Linked DNA regions of Sus scrofa: region 1 is linked to region 2. The links are chromatin contacts, called in public HiChIP or PLAC-seq maps. All regions are on one chromosome and are shown on one strand. The core of a region is the stretch at or near the end of the contact, and the rest is flanking DNA. Distances in the headings are between cores, read along the strand shown. Region 1 holds the start of RREB1 (ras-responsive element-binding protein 1). Region 2 has its middle 170 kb from the start of LY86.

What was found. HiChIP or PLAC-seq counts read pairs in DNA pulled down with a chosen protein or histone mark.
Region 1: a contact with region 2 is called in an H3K27ac HiChIP or PLAC-seq map of skeletal muscle. The contact joins the promoter of RREB1 here to the enhancer-like site in region 2. A contact is called at or near these places in 2 of 5 promoter capture datasets (fetal skeletal muscle and liver), 3 of 47 Hi-C or Micro-C datasets (heart right ventricle, liver and skeletal muscle) and 2 of 2 datasets of contacts at active chromatin or transcription factors (alveolar macrophages and skeletal muscle).

What each region holds. Positions count from the first base shown.
Region 1 is chr7:4,508,698-4,515,166 of Sscrofa11.1, forward strand. RREB1 (ras-responsive element-binding protein 1) reads left to right here and starts at 3,589. Exons shown (of 16, transcript XM_005665552.3): 1 at 3,589-3,877.
Region 2 is chr7:4,271,092-4,277,120 of Sscrofa11.1, forward strand. No RefSeq gene overlaps it. Among named protein-coding and RNA genes, the nearest start is that of LY86, 170 kb to the left of the region's middle. Within about 2 kb of position 2,035, at least 44 of the 83 cell types and tissues checked have an H3K27ac peak or open chromatin away from gene starts, as enhancers often do. A contact at or near this core is called in fetal skeletal muscle and skeletal muscle, where this site is marked.

The sequences.
Region 1 (6,469 bases), core at 2,339-4,838, 240 kb after region 2:
CTCAGATTCAGTATTTCTGTGGCTGTGGTGTAGGCCGGCAGCAGCAGCGCTGATTCAACTCCTAGTCTGGGAACCTCCGCATGCTGCACTAGCAGCCCTAAAAAAAAAAATAAATGTAAAATAAAAAATAAAAGCATACAGTTTGATGGCTTTGGTATATTCAGAGTTGTTCAATCATCACTTCAATTTTAGAACATTTTTATCACCCCAAAAAGAAATCTCATACAAATTAGCAATCAATCTCTGAGTCCCTCCAAATCCTCAAACCCCCAGACCTAAGTAACCATCTACTTTCTGGCTCTATAGATTTGCCTGTTCTGGATATTTCATATAAACAGAATCAGAATAATATTTGACCTTTTGAGTCTGGCATATCACAGTTGATCCATGTTGTAGTATGACCTTCATTCCTTTTTACGGTTGTATAATATTCCATGTTTGCATGTGCCAAATTTTGTTTATCCACTCATCAATTGATGGGTATTTGGGTTGTTTCTACTTTTTAGCTATTATAGAGAATGCTCTTATGAACAATCTCATACAAGTTCCCGTATGGACATATGTTTTCATTTTTTGTGTATGCCCTAGGAATGGAATGGCTGAGTCAGATAGTAACTCTATGCTTGACATTTTGAGGAGCTGCCAAGCTGTTTTTAAAAGTGGCTATATGGAGTTCCGTGGTGGCTCAGCAGGCTATGGATCTGGCATTGTCATTGCTGTGGTTTGGGCTGCTGCTGTGGCACCAGTTCAGTCCCTGGGGCTGCGTACTGTGGGCATGGCCAAAAAAAAAAAAACCAAAAAACAATAAAACGTGGCTGTAGCCCTTTACCTTCCCACTAGCACTGTGCGAGGGTTCCATTTCTCTACTTCTTAAATGACACTTATTATTATCTGTCCTTTTATAATTTTTTTTTTTTCCTTTTTGGCTACCCCACAACATATGGAAGTTCCTGGGCCAGGGATTGAGTCCTAGCCACAGCTATGGCAATGCCAGATCCTTTAACCCACTGCACTGGGTGGAGGATCGAACCTGCGCCACCTCTGTAGAGACCTGAGCTGTTGGATTCTTAACCCATTGTGCCACAGTGGGAACTCCTTATCTGTCTTTTTAGTTACAGCTGTCCTAGTGGGTGTGAAGTGGCATCTCATTGTGGTTTTAATAGCATGTGTCTTTTTACCTATTAGATGTTCAATAGATATTTGTTGGATCAATGATATTTATACATAATATGAACAGACCTTTGGATGGGCCATTTGACTTCCAAGTTTATGAATGAGCTAGAGAAGTTGAACAGAGAGCTCAGTATCATTAGATTTTTTTTTTTTTTTTTTGCCTCTTGGGGCCACACCTGCAGCATATGGAAGTTCCCAGGCTAGGGGTCAAATCAGCTGCAGCCTCTGCCACAGCCACAGCAACATGGGATCCAAGCCAAGTCTGTGACCTCCGCCACAGCTCATGGCAACACTGGGTCTTTAACCCACTGAGCGAGGCCAGGAATCAAACCTGCACCCTCATGGATACTAGTCAGGTGTGTAACCTGCTGAGCCGCAGCGGGAACTTCCAGAATTCAACTTTCCAAAGTTACTTTAGACTATCTTCTCTCTTTTCAGTTGCCAGTATGACAAGGTGACATTATAAAGGGGATTTTTTCCTGAAAATCCATGGACATTTGCAGGTTCAAATGTATCTTATGGAATAAACTAAATTACCAGCAAAATCCCAACTTTGCTACGGTTCCTACTCAAAACCTACCACGGAACGGGGAGACCAGGAAAGGTGACTCCTGAATAGGGCCGTGGGGTGGGGGCCGGGGGGAGGCTCAGAAAAATGCAACTGCTGAAGTTTCTCTGGGTTGGGTTTTCCTCAGTAAACAGCAGACCCTGGGAAACACAACAGGTTCTGAAAACTTCATTTTGATGACTCTGGACGTCAGAGACACAGCCAGCTGAATCCGTTCCCTCTTGCACAGCTGATTATCTCAAGTCAGGAGGTAAGGGTCCAAACTGCTTTTGCGTGGTTCTAGAGAGTTCTTTCTTGGCCAGAACCCATCCATTCAGACCATTCCTAGGTAGACACTTCTGTCTGCAGCCCTGAAAACCAGAGTTCCACTGAGTGCTGCAAATTAAAGGCCCGTGATTGGGCTTACAATTGTGTATGGTGTGCAAGTGCATTCAGAGGAGCTGGCGTGGAACAGGGTCAAAGGTCACAGTAAATAGATAGTAGCCAGCTCTCTGTATGTATAACACCGTCCTGTTTAACAAGTCTCAAACGCCTCTTGCCGCAGCAGTCTTCTCCGCCAGAGCTGAGAGTCATCTTTAGAATTTGGGGAGTGTGTGGCGTTTGTTTTGCACAACCACAGTCACCCTTATCTGTCAGAAGATGTTCCAAAGGCTGACAACAGGCCCCTTTCAGAAGCTCGGTAGGAAAAGTATTAACAGTTGGAAACATGTCAGCTGCTTTATGGAGGAAGCACAGCCCAGGCCTGGTGTCTCTGCGCTCGGTGATAACTTGGGCCGCCCCGGCCAGGGCTCAGCGTGGTGGCTGGAGCCGCGGAGATGGAGAGCAGCTCGGAGGAGGGCCCCTGCTTTTCAGAGTTGAAACAGGAGCCCTCTGAGAGAAAGAGATATTGCATGTGGCTTCCCTGATGCCCCGGAGGGCGACGTGGATGACACAGCATCAGCCCTGCCATTGTGGGGTGGGGACACAGTGGCGGCCCCTTGGGGGCAACGTAGCCTCCGCTTAAGCATCACTTGTGGAGTGTGGGGACGGGAAGGTGACAAAAGCCGAGCGAGTACTGAATTTGCTGTACTGAGAACACGCTTCCCCGGGCAGCAGCCCCAGAGCTAGAAGGACCGGGCCCCGGGAGAGAAACGGCCCGAAGTTGGGGGCGGGGTGAAGCGCCAGTTCCTTAATCTGCTGCCCCATCAATCTACTCGTCCCACCTGGATGCAGGGCCAGGACCGCGTGGAGCGGGAACCGCGCGGGTGGGGATCACCGACCCATCGGCTTCCGAGAGGAAGAGGGGCGGCGCCCGGCCAGGACCCCCCCACCCCCAATGCACCCCCTCCCGGCCTCCGAGGCGCCCCTTCCGCGCCTCCCAGGCACCACTGCCTTTCCCCCTCCTTGGTTAAAATAGTGAAACAGCCACGAAGTAAAGTGATGGAAAGCCGGGGGGCGGAGAGTCGCCCGCAGTGAGGGCCTAGAGGGGAGGGGGGCGCGGTGGTCCAAGACCGTAGCAGGCGGGCGGTCGCTGGGCGGGTCGGGATCCCGCTCAGCTGTGGCCGCCGAGACCTCCCCCCCACCCCCCGGCGGCTCGGCCCTCCCTGGCCCGGGGCGCCTGCGGAGGGCGTGGGGCAAACCTGGGGCTGCGGTGGGGGTGGGGTGGGGGACTGCACCTCCATCCATCCCGGGATGGAAACGGCGGTCATCCGGCTAAAATCGGGGCGGGGGCTGCGGTGGGGACCGGCGGGTACCGCGGTCCCCCCCCACCCCCAGGCCGAACGCCGCCGCCGCGGCCGCCGCCGCTCTGTAACACGTCCCCAGGAGACTCGCAGGAGCAACACGTGATGTGTCTACTTATCAGGGTGAGAGGGGGAGAGCGAGTCTCCGAGCGTGCGGGCGAGGAAGCGGGGCGGGGGGCCGAGGCGGGGGCCGGGACGACGACTGGGGCGCCGGGGTCGCCAGCTCGTCGCCCACCTCCCTCCCTGTGGGAGAAGAGGAGGAGGGGAAGTGACTGCGGAGTTGATGAACTTTGCACATCCAGAAACGCCATTTTGATTCCTTTTCCGGAACAAGTTTGCATCTCTCCTCGTTCTCTCCCCGAAGCCCACCGGTCCCTACTGCATCATGCCTGGGAGCCAAGCGCCCTGCCCCGCCGTGAGTACGCGCCCCGGGTTCGGGCTCGCGGTCCTTGGGTGGCAGCGAGATGTCTGGGGCTGAGCGGGAGCGACCTTTTAAAGAACTTTTGGGGATGGGGAGGGTGAAGTCTGCAGTGCGCGTTGTACTTTTTAAACTCAGCGTTTCCCGGAGCCGTGGACCCGAGCGCCCCACGCCGCGCTACGTGCGCTCGGGACAGTGGGGCCGGCCCGGGATGAGCTGGGCAGCCCTCTCCCCTCGGGCTGCGCGCCGGGCCGCTCCTCCTCCTCCTCCTCCCCCTCCTCCTCCTCCTCCTCCCCTTCCTCCGCTCCTTTTCCCCTTCCCGAGCTGCCGGCTCTGCCAACCAGCTCCCAGAGCGAGCAGCCTGGGCTGCCGCTGCGCCGCGCCGCCAGGATCTGATGCGCATCCATATTAGCCGTCCGAGCGCAGGAATCCGGCCCGACCCGCGCCGCCGCGCCCGCCGAGCAATTTATTTTTAACCAGCACCGCCGGGACTCGGATGGTGCGCGCACCGCGGGCCAGAAACATCTTCCCAGCGCTGCTCTCCATCTTCCGCCCTCTCTCCCCCGACATCCTCCCCCCCATGTGGGAGGGGAAACTTTTCTCCTACATACTTTCGAGTCCCTCTCGGGCCGAGGAGCACGGAGATGACGGCGCCCGCCCGCCGCCGCAAGGTATCCGGGGGTGCCCGCTCGGGGTGCCCGCCTGGGGTGCTGGCTCGGGGGTGCTCGCAGGGGCCGCGCGGTGGGAGCATCCGCCGCGCCCTGCTCTGCGGACTTTGATCCTCCCCGGCGGACGGCGCCGGCCCGGAGGGGGGCCGCGGGCAGCCCTGCGCCCTGGCCGTTCCCAGCTCGTGGCTGGTGGTCACGCCGACCACCGCCCCCGGGTGACCGGGCGAGGAGGGGCCGGGGCGGGGGCCGCGTCCGCGCGTATTGTTTCCTTGCCCTTCCGTTGACGGTGTACGTGTTTTCGTGGGAGCTATCGGTGTGGAGCGGAGCCTGCATCGCGGGAGGGGGGGGGGGACCTCGGCGCCCGGCGCCGTCACGAGCACAGGAAGGAGGCCGGGAGCATCCGAGGCGGGGCCGGCCGCCGGGGCCCGCTTCGCCGCCCAGCTGTGGAGCGCGCTCGGAAACTTTTGTCCGCCGCCCGCTGGACCAATTTTTCGCAAGTTGTGGGGCTTCCCTGCCTCCTCCCATCCCGGCCGGCAGCGCCGAGCAGGGGCGGGGGGCGGCAGTGTCGAGGGCTGGGGACCCCGTGCGCCCCCCCCAACCCCGGTCTCGGCCCGGCCCCCCGCGCCCCCTCCTTGCTCGCGGTCTCTTAGGAAACTGCGACCTTAATGGTTGCTAAGGAGCAGGGGAGGTCCTTCCCGTCGCCGGCCCCCTCCCTGGAAGCGGCGTGTTTTCTGGACGGGACCGAGGGTCGCGTCCAGGATGTGGGGACTCGCTCCCCGCCGCCCGCGGGGCCCGGGAGGCGCGTGAGTGCGGGGCGCGGCGGCCGAGCCCTCTTCTCGGCGGGGCCACTTCTTTTTCCGGCGGGGTCGGGTGGGGGGGGCGAGGAGGGGCGCGGGGACCGGCCGGAGGACGGGCGGGTTGACAGGCGCCGCGTGCAGCTCGCGTCCAGCGTCCGCGGTGCATCCGTGATGGGTTATAAAAGAGGAGGAAAGTATTTCTCCTTGCTCAGCAGATTTTGCCCTCCCTCGCTCCTTACTGGTTAGAAGATAGAACGTGAGCCCAGATCCGGACGAGCAGTTCACATTCCATTACGAAATTCTACACGGCTTCAGAGCCAGCAGCAGCACACATTCGGGGCACTTTGGCGTGTTTTCGGCTTCTTTCGGGGGGTTAATGGTGGCGGAGAGAGACAGAAGGGTGAATAAAAAAATATACTTTCGGGGTATGCTGAGAAACCTGTCCCAGGGTTTTCATCAGCAGAAAAATTCCCCTTCCTTCTTGTGGTAGAGTTTAGATGTAAAAGCCAGGGAAAATAAAGTTTGCCTGTTTGATAGGGATGCTGGAAATAGCGCGGTATTTCTGTCTTGAAGAGGAAGACTTGAGATGATTTCTGCAAAGTCTGAGCTGTTAATGTGCATCCCGTATTTTTGAGGTCGTTTTAGATATTCAGTGGGGTCTGTGCCTGCGTGCGAGTGTATTCTGAAATAAGTTTAATTGATGTGGAAAGTGGAGAAAAGGGAACTGCAAAGAAAAGAATGGTTTTTGTTTTGTTTCTGAGTTTTTCGGGGGTTTTTCCTTCTTCTCCTCATCGCCCTTAAAAGCATCCTCTAGATCTAATGCTTTTCGAGTTAGGCAGGTATGGTTCTAAGACGTAATGTAACCCGGAAGTCTTAAGTTAGAGGCTGAAACTTCTCTTTTTCTCTCTTGCTTTCTTGTTTTTAAACGTTTAGGTATTTTCTTTCTTCAAGAGTCACACAGAACTTTTGAAGGAATGGGTTCAAATTATTCTTAAAGTAATTTATGCAAAGGTGAATCACTAATTTTAGTGTTTGTTTTTTTTTTTTTTTTTCTTTTCTTTTCTTTTACCTTTGCCCTTTGGAGGGAGCTCCTGGGTACCCGGTGATGGATCCTGCTTTGATGT
Region 2 (6,029 bases), core at 785-3,284:
GAGGGCTAATCGTGGGGGAGCACAGGGACACGCCTGGCATGGAGGAGGGCCCTGGGCACTGAGACGCTCTCACTGGCTCTGGCCGGGACCCTCTTCGACTCCCGGCCCCAGGGAGACACTGCTTCCCAGCGTCTTCCTGCCCCGCCAGCCTCCTCCCTCCCCTGGGCTTCGGCAGCTGCGGGCTTGGCCGAACCTCCCTCCCCACGTCCTCGCCTGGCCGAGCTGACCTCCGCCTGCCTGACCTCCACATCCGTGCCCGGGCGTGCTGCCCACCCCAGCTTCCAGAACGGGGCCAAGGGTGGAAACGCTGCCTGGCAGGAGCTCAGCAAGGGGAGGTTTCCACGCGGGCGCTCCCCCCACCGCCCGGAGTCCCCTGGTTTGCTGTCACGCTGCTGTCCTGACCCCTTCTGCCTCCACACCGTGTCAGGCTGACAACAAGAGTGGCCGTTTGATGGGCACCCGTTGCCTTTCCAGCTCTGTGCTCAGACCGCCTCTCTGTGTCCCCCTCAGAGAAGCCGGGGCTCAGGGTCTGCTCTCCCCCAGCCCCGTGGCCCCTCCCCGCCTTTCCCAAGGGAATAGTCCAAGTTAACCGTGTGTTGCTGTGAAGATGAGCAGCGCTAGATGTGCCACAGGAAAGAAAGAGGGAGAAACGGACAAGCGTGTGAGCCAGTGACCAGCCCCCCAGGTTTGCCCAAGACTAAGGGCTTTCCCGGGGCAGTTTCATTGCTCAGGCTGGGAGAGTCCCTGGCAAATGGGACGGCTGGTCAGCCCAGTCATTCATGACATCCAGGACCTCAGAAGTGGCTCAGAAACCAAAGTGACCCTTTTGGGGAAGCTACTTAACTTCTCTGAGCCTCAGTTTCCTCATCTGTAAGATGGGCATAGACCTCACAAGAAAAGGATCAAACGCACGGAGCACTCCTCCAGCAGTGCCCGTCGCCCTGTGAGCCTCTCAGATGTCACCGTCAGGCCCTGGAGGGGCTCTGGGCCCCGAACCATCGGCCCCCGGGGGCAACCCCACCCACTGCCAGCCGCAGCCCCCGCTGCTCACAGAGCCTCAGAGCCTCATCTGTCCAGCCGGTTCGGGGCGGGGGAGGCTAATGCAGTGACAGAACCTTGCTTTTCGGGTCCAGACCCTCAGGCCCCCTCCCCTCTGCGAGTTCACCCTCTCCCAGTCTTGGGGAAGAAGAAAAAGAAGAAGGAGCCAGCTGGCTCAGAAGACTTTGCCTGGACTCCGCTGACCAGGCCTTGCGGGTAAAGGCGGCATAATTTCTGTGTCAAAGGAAGCGATCCGGATGTTAAGACTCAGACCGGCTGGAAAACCCCAGACCCTCCGTTCCTCACCACCAGACAAGGAAGTCTCAGCTGATCAATGGTGGAAGGTTCTCGGTGAGGGAGGCAGGGATGGGCAGGCCAAGAAAAGAAGTGACAGAAGCGTCCCGGCCTCGGGGCCTCAGCGCAGGGTCTGAAAGGCTGATGGCCAGCGCACCTGTTCCCCCCGTGATGTCTACAGGCATGGGGTGAGGTGGGCAGGCATTGTCCTTTGGTTGGTAGAGGGCACACAACCCAGCATCTCCTATAGAACATCAGGGGCCCCCATCTCACTTATGGTGACCTCTGAACCCAGCTGGGGTCAGAGCAAAGTCCAAGCCACACCTGGATCCTGCTGCCCCGCTGCCGGGGCCCAGGGTGTGTTCCTGGCTTCCCCTCCCAGGCCCTGCCTGTCTGGCCCCACGGAAGAGGAACCGTGGTCTCAAAGCCTTTACATGAAGGTCAGTGGCTCGGATGTTGCTATTTTTTAATGTTTATTGAATGCCCAAGGCATGTGAGCCCGGGGAGAGAGCAGGGGTGCACAGAGTGGGAGGGGCGGGGGGGGGGGGGGGGAACGCTCTGCAGATAAACACATGTGTGCATTCCAGAGCTCTGAGGGAAGGTACCCCAGCCCCCTGCGGGAGCGGCCTTGCCCACACTGTCACCTTCAGGGCCGTTCCAGAAGTTTCCACTCCAGGGCTTGGCGACAGGAGGAGCCAGAGCCTGAGGACCTCCTGGCTGCCTCTGCGGTTCAGCCACCAGCCCCAGCCTGCCGCCACTCCCCCTGCCTTGCTCTGCTCCCAGGCCTCTCCTGGCTCCCTTCACTGCGGGCGCTCAATAAAGAACAGCTGGAGGCAGGGGGCGGCCCTCCGTGGTCTTCCCAGGCGCCCTAATCTGGGACTCCACCTGTTCTTCCCCCAGGCTACGGGGTGGGGATTTAGTTTGAGTCAGGAGGAAAAGCCATCACCTTTGGGAGAGGCCTGGGGGTGCAGGGGGAGGGGCCGGCAGAGCTAGGGGTGCAGGGACCAGCCTGGAGAGATGCCGTCCTGGGTTTCCACGCCTTGAACCTTCCAGCTCACCTCTCCACCTGCCCCAGGGGTGCACTCACCTCCTGGGCACAAGGGAAACACACCCGGGGGCGGGGAGGAGCTGGCAGCCCCCGAGCTTTCTGGTGTATAGACTAACGGCTCTGGGTTCACACGCCGCTCTACCCCGACCTGGGTCAAGTCACTTCTCCTCTGCATCTTCGTTTTTTCACCTGGAAAGTACAGGGCTGGGGTGGGAAGGCTTTGCACCGCTCCTTCCAGCTCCCGGATTCAGCCACGTGGGCGGCGGAGGAGGGTGTGACGGGAGGGCCGCCGGCGGGAGCCTCCCGTGAGAAACGCTCGCTCAGGTCTCATTACTCATCTCGCGAGGCCACATCCCCTGGGTTGGGCACCGAGGCCCCACCCCCCAGGCCTTCATCCTTCACTTGCCAGTGACTCACGGCCCTGGGGACAGGGCATCATGAGCGCCCCTGCCAGCCAGCGCCCCGCGCCCCATCCCCAGGAGCCGCTGCTGGGAGCTGCCGGGCCGTCAGCTGTTCCTGAGCCACAGATGCTCCTTGAGTTACCAACCCGAGAGGACATGGAAAATGAAACAGGAGATGCGGTGAGCGGGGCCAGAGGGCTCCCGGGCGGCTGTGGAAAGACGGCCCAGCCAGAGTGACCGCGTTCTGTATTGGTTCTCTCGGGAAGACTTATATGGTTAGGAAAAGAGCCTCTTCCCATCACAAGACACAGCCCTGCTTTTCCGCAGCTCCACCAAAGCACCACCCCACCAACTGCAGACGTTGCCAGGCCCCAGAAGTGCCTGACAATGGCATGTCAGCGTCACAGCTATTTTTCCCCAAGCGCCTCACAGGAGGTGGGGAGCAGAGCCGCAGCGAGGCCCCCCCACGGCAGGGGAGTGTTCCCAGGGCCACCCAGCCGGCCACTCAGCAAGCAGGTGGCCTTCCTGGAGCCCAAGCCATGCGGCCTCTGCCCAGGGAAGCAGTCAGGGCAGCCGGGCCTGGGATATTTTCAGAAACATAGGGAATTAGGTCCCCCCCTCCGCCACAGCCCCAAGCATTCCCACCACTCTGGACATGGGGGAGCAGCCGGGCGGTGAGACGGCGCCCGGGGAGGGGGGGGAAATCTGGCCCATTGGACCTGAAGTCACGTGGCCGCAGCTAAAAGCCTGCTGCTGCCCAGCGCTGGGGCTGACAGCCCTGGCCTGGATGCGCTGGGGAATGGGTTTCGCGAGGTTGGATCGAGTGGCTGCTTTCCTGGAAGCCGGGCTTCTGGTTGCTAAGGCTGATAAGGCGGGCGGGGAAATGCTACCCCTGGCGCTCCTGGGAAAACACTTTGACATTGAAGAAGAGCTGGGACATGTTAACGGCTGAGAAAAAACAGCGCAGGCCCGGCTCAGCGGCTGCCCGACCAGCCCTGCGGAGGCTCCGATTAGCAAGTCAGGGCAGCAGCCAATCCGACGGGGCGGGCTCTGGAGGCTGCAGGACAGAGGTCCCCAAGGTCACACCACCCAACAGGGCCCCAGTGCGCCCTGTCTTCCGCCAGGTCCCCCAGGAGCGGCCCCCACTCTGGTGGCGTGGCCATGCACTGCATGGGCAGTCAGCTGCCCGGGGACGTGACCCCAGGCTCCAGCCCCTGGACACTGGACATGCGCCGATGCCCCAGGACCCCAGGCTGCTGCTAAGGAGAACGAAGGGGCTCTGCGACCGGGCTCGGGACGGCCCTGAGCGGGGCACAGTCTGCACCGGCACATGTGGCCAGAGGGGCAGCGCCTTGGTGCCCCCAGATGGCAGTTCTGGGCTGGGGTTGGGACCAAGGGGCAGCCTGCAAAGGGAAATGGTCCTTGGGCCGAGAGCCCGGGCCAGCCTGACTTGCACAGATTTCTGCGCTGTGACAAGCAGCCCCGTAAGGAGGTGGCTTTACATCTCTTCTCACCCGCCTGAGTGCAGCCCAGGGCTCGGCCCTCGAGTGGGAGGCTTGAGTGCCCCCTCGTTGCTGCTCCCAGGACAGCCAGGAACCCTTCGACACCACTAGTGGTTTTACTTCCCTTCTGACCTCACTGGGGGTATCCGCGGGGTCTCAGGAGAGGAGGAGAGGGAGCCCTGAGCTCAGGGTGCGAGATCCACCCCGCCCCTGCCCACCCCCCATTCTGCCCTGTAAGTTGTCCTGGGAGCCTGGATGCCAGTTCATCTCCCCTCGGCATCTGCTTCTGCTCCAACCGTGGAAGTGCAAGCCGACGGGCCCCCCGGTACTTCCCCATGATTCTCTCATCACCACCGACGCGCCCCAGAGACCTGACTGCACCCAGGGGAGCGTGGGAATGATGGAGGGAGGGGAGAGAAAGGACTGAGAGTCTGAGAGACACCACGGGACAGTGGGGACTCGGGGGTGACGCAGGGGGCAGCCACTGGACAGAGGCCCCGGGGCTGTGTGTGAGGAAGGATGGAAAACATAAAGTCAGATAAATACAATTTTTTTAAAGATTTAAAAGAGCATAATGGAAGATTATATGAGAAAAAGAATGTATATATATATATGACTGGGTCCCTATGCTGTACAGCAGAAGTTGACACAACCGTGTAAGTCAACTATACTTTAATAAAAACAAAATAAAGCGGAAAAAGACTGAAAAATGAGGAAAAAAACCGACCAGTTGGAAATGAGGCTATGCAGAAAATCCCCCACCTATGATAGTTCAGCTTAATGATTTTTCGACATGAGCGTGGTACAAAAGCAATATGAATTCAACAGAAACAGTACTCCAAATTTTGAATTTTGATCTTTTTCTCGGGTAGCAATATGTGACCTATGCTCTCTGTGGAGGCCAGCCAGCCCCGCGATGGCTAGGGCAGACAGCCAAAACACCGACCGCCGTTCTAGAGCCAGACAGCCGTTCTGCTCTGCACTTGCAGTACAACAGGCCACCAATTTCATGAGCTGTTGGATGCTGTATTATAAAATAAGCTTTGTGTTAGATGATTTTGCCCAAGTGTAGGCTAATGGAAGTATCCTGCGTACATTTAAGGTAGGAGAGGCTAAGCTATGTTCAGTAGGTTAGAGGTGTTAAATGCATTTTTGACTTAGGATATTTTCAATTTACAATGGGTTTACTGGGATGTAACCCCACCATAAGTCAAGGGGAAAAAATAGATATAAACATATCTATATATACACATAAATATACATATATACACGTATGTATCATAAACTACATACATACACAGAAATATGTGAACACAAGAAATTTTTACAAGAGGCACATATTTCCTTAGAGCAGTCATTTTTTATTCCAGAAATCTAGTAGGAATAAGCGTTTTGCAAATTTAAAGTATTCTAAACGGCAAATAACAATTATAAAATAGTAGCATTAAGAGTATTGAGCAGCAATCTCTAAGCTTCTTTGTCAAGAAAAAATGTTACACCATACCAGTAGATTGATATTACTGTACTGATAAAATGTATACACTTGCCTCCATATTAATTTATTAGAAACATGACTTAAAATAGAAAATTCAATCATATAGAAATGTATTGATTGATCATATGAAAATTGCAAAAGTAATACATTCTTTCTGAGAGCAGTGTGGCTGAATAATTATTTTTTTGAAACCTGGCTTCGTATTTTGTGATACAGTGATCTGAATGTCCTCTTGATGCTTGAGTTTAATG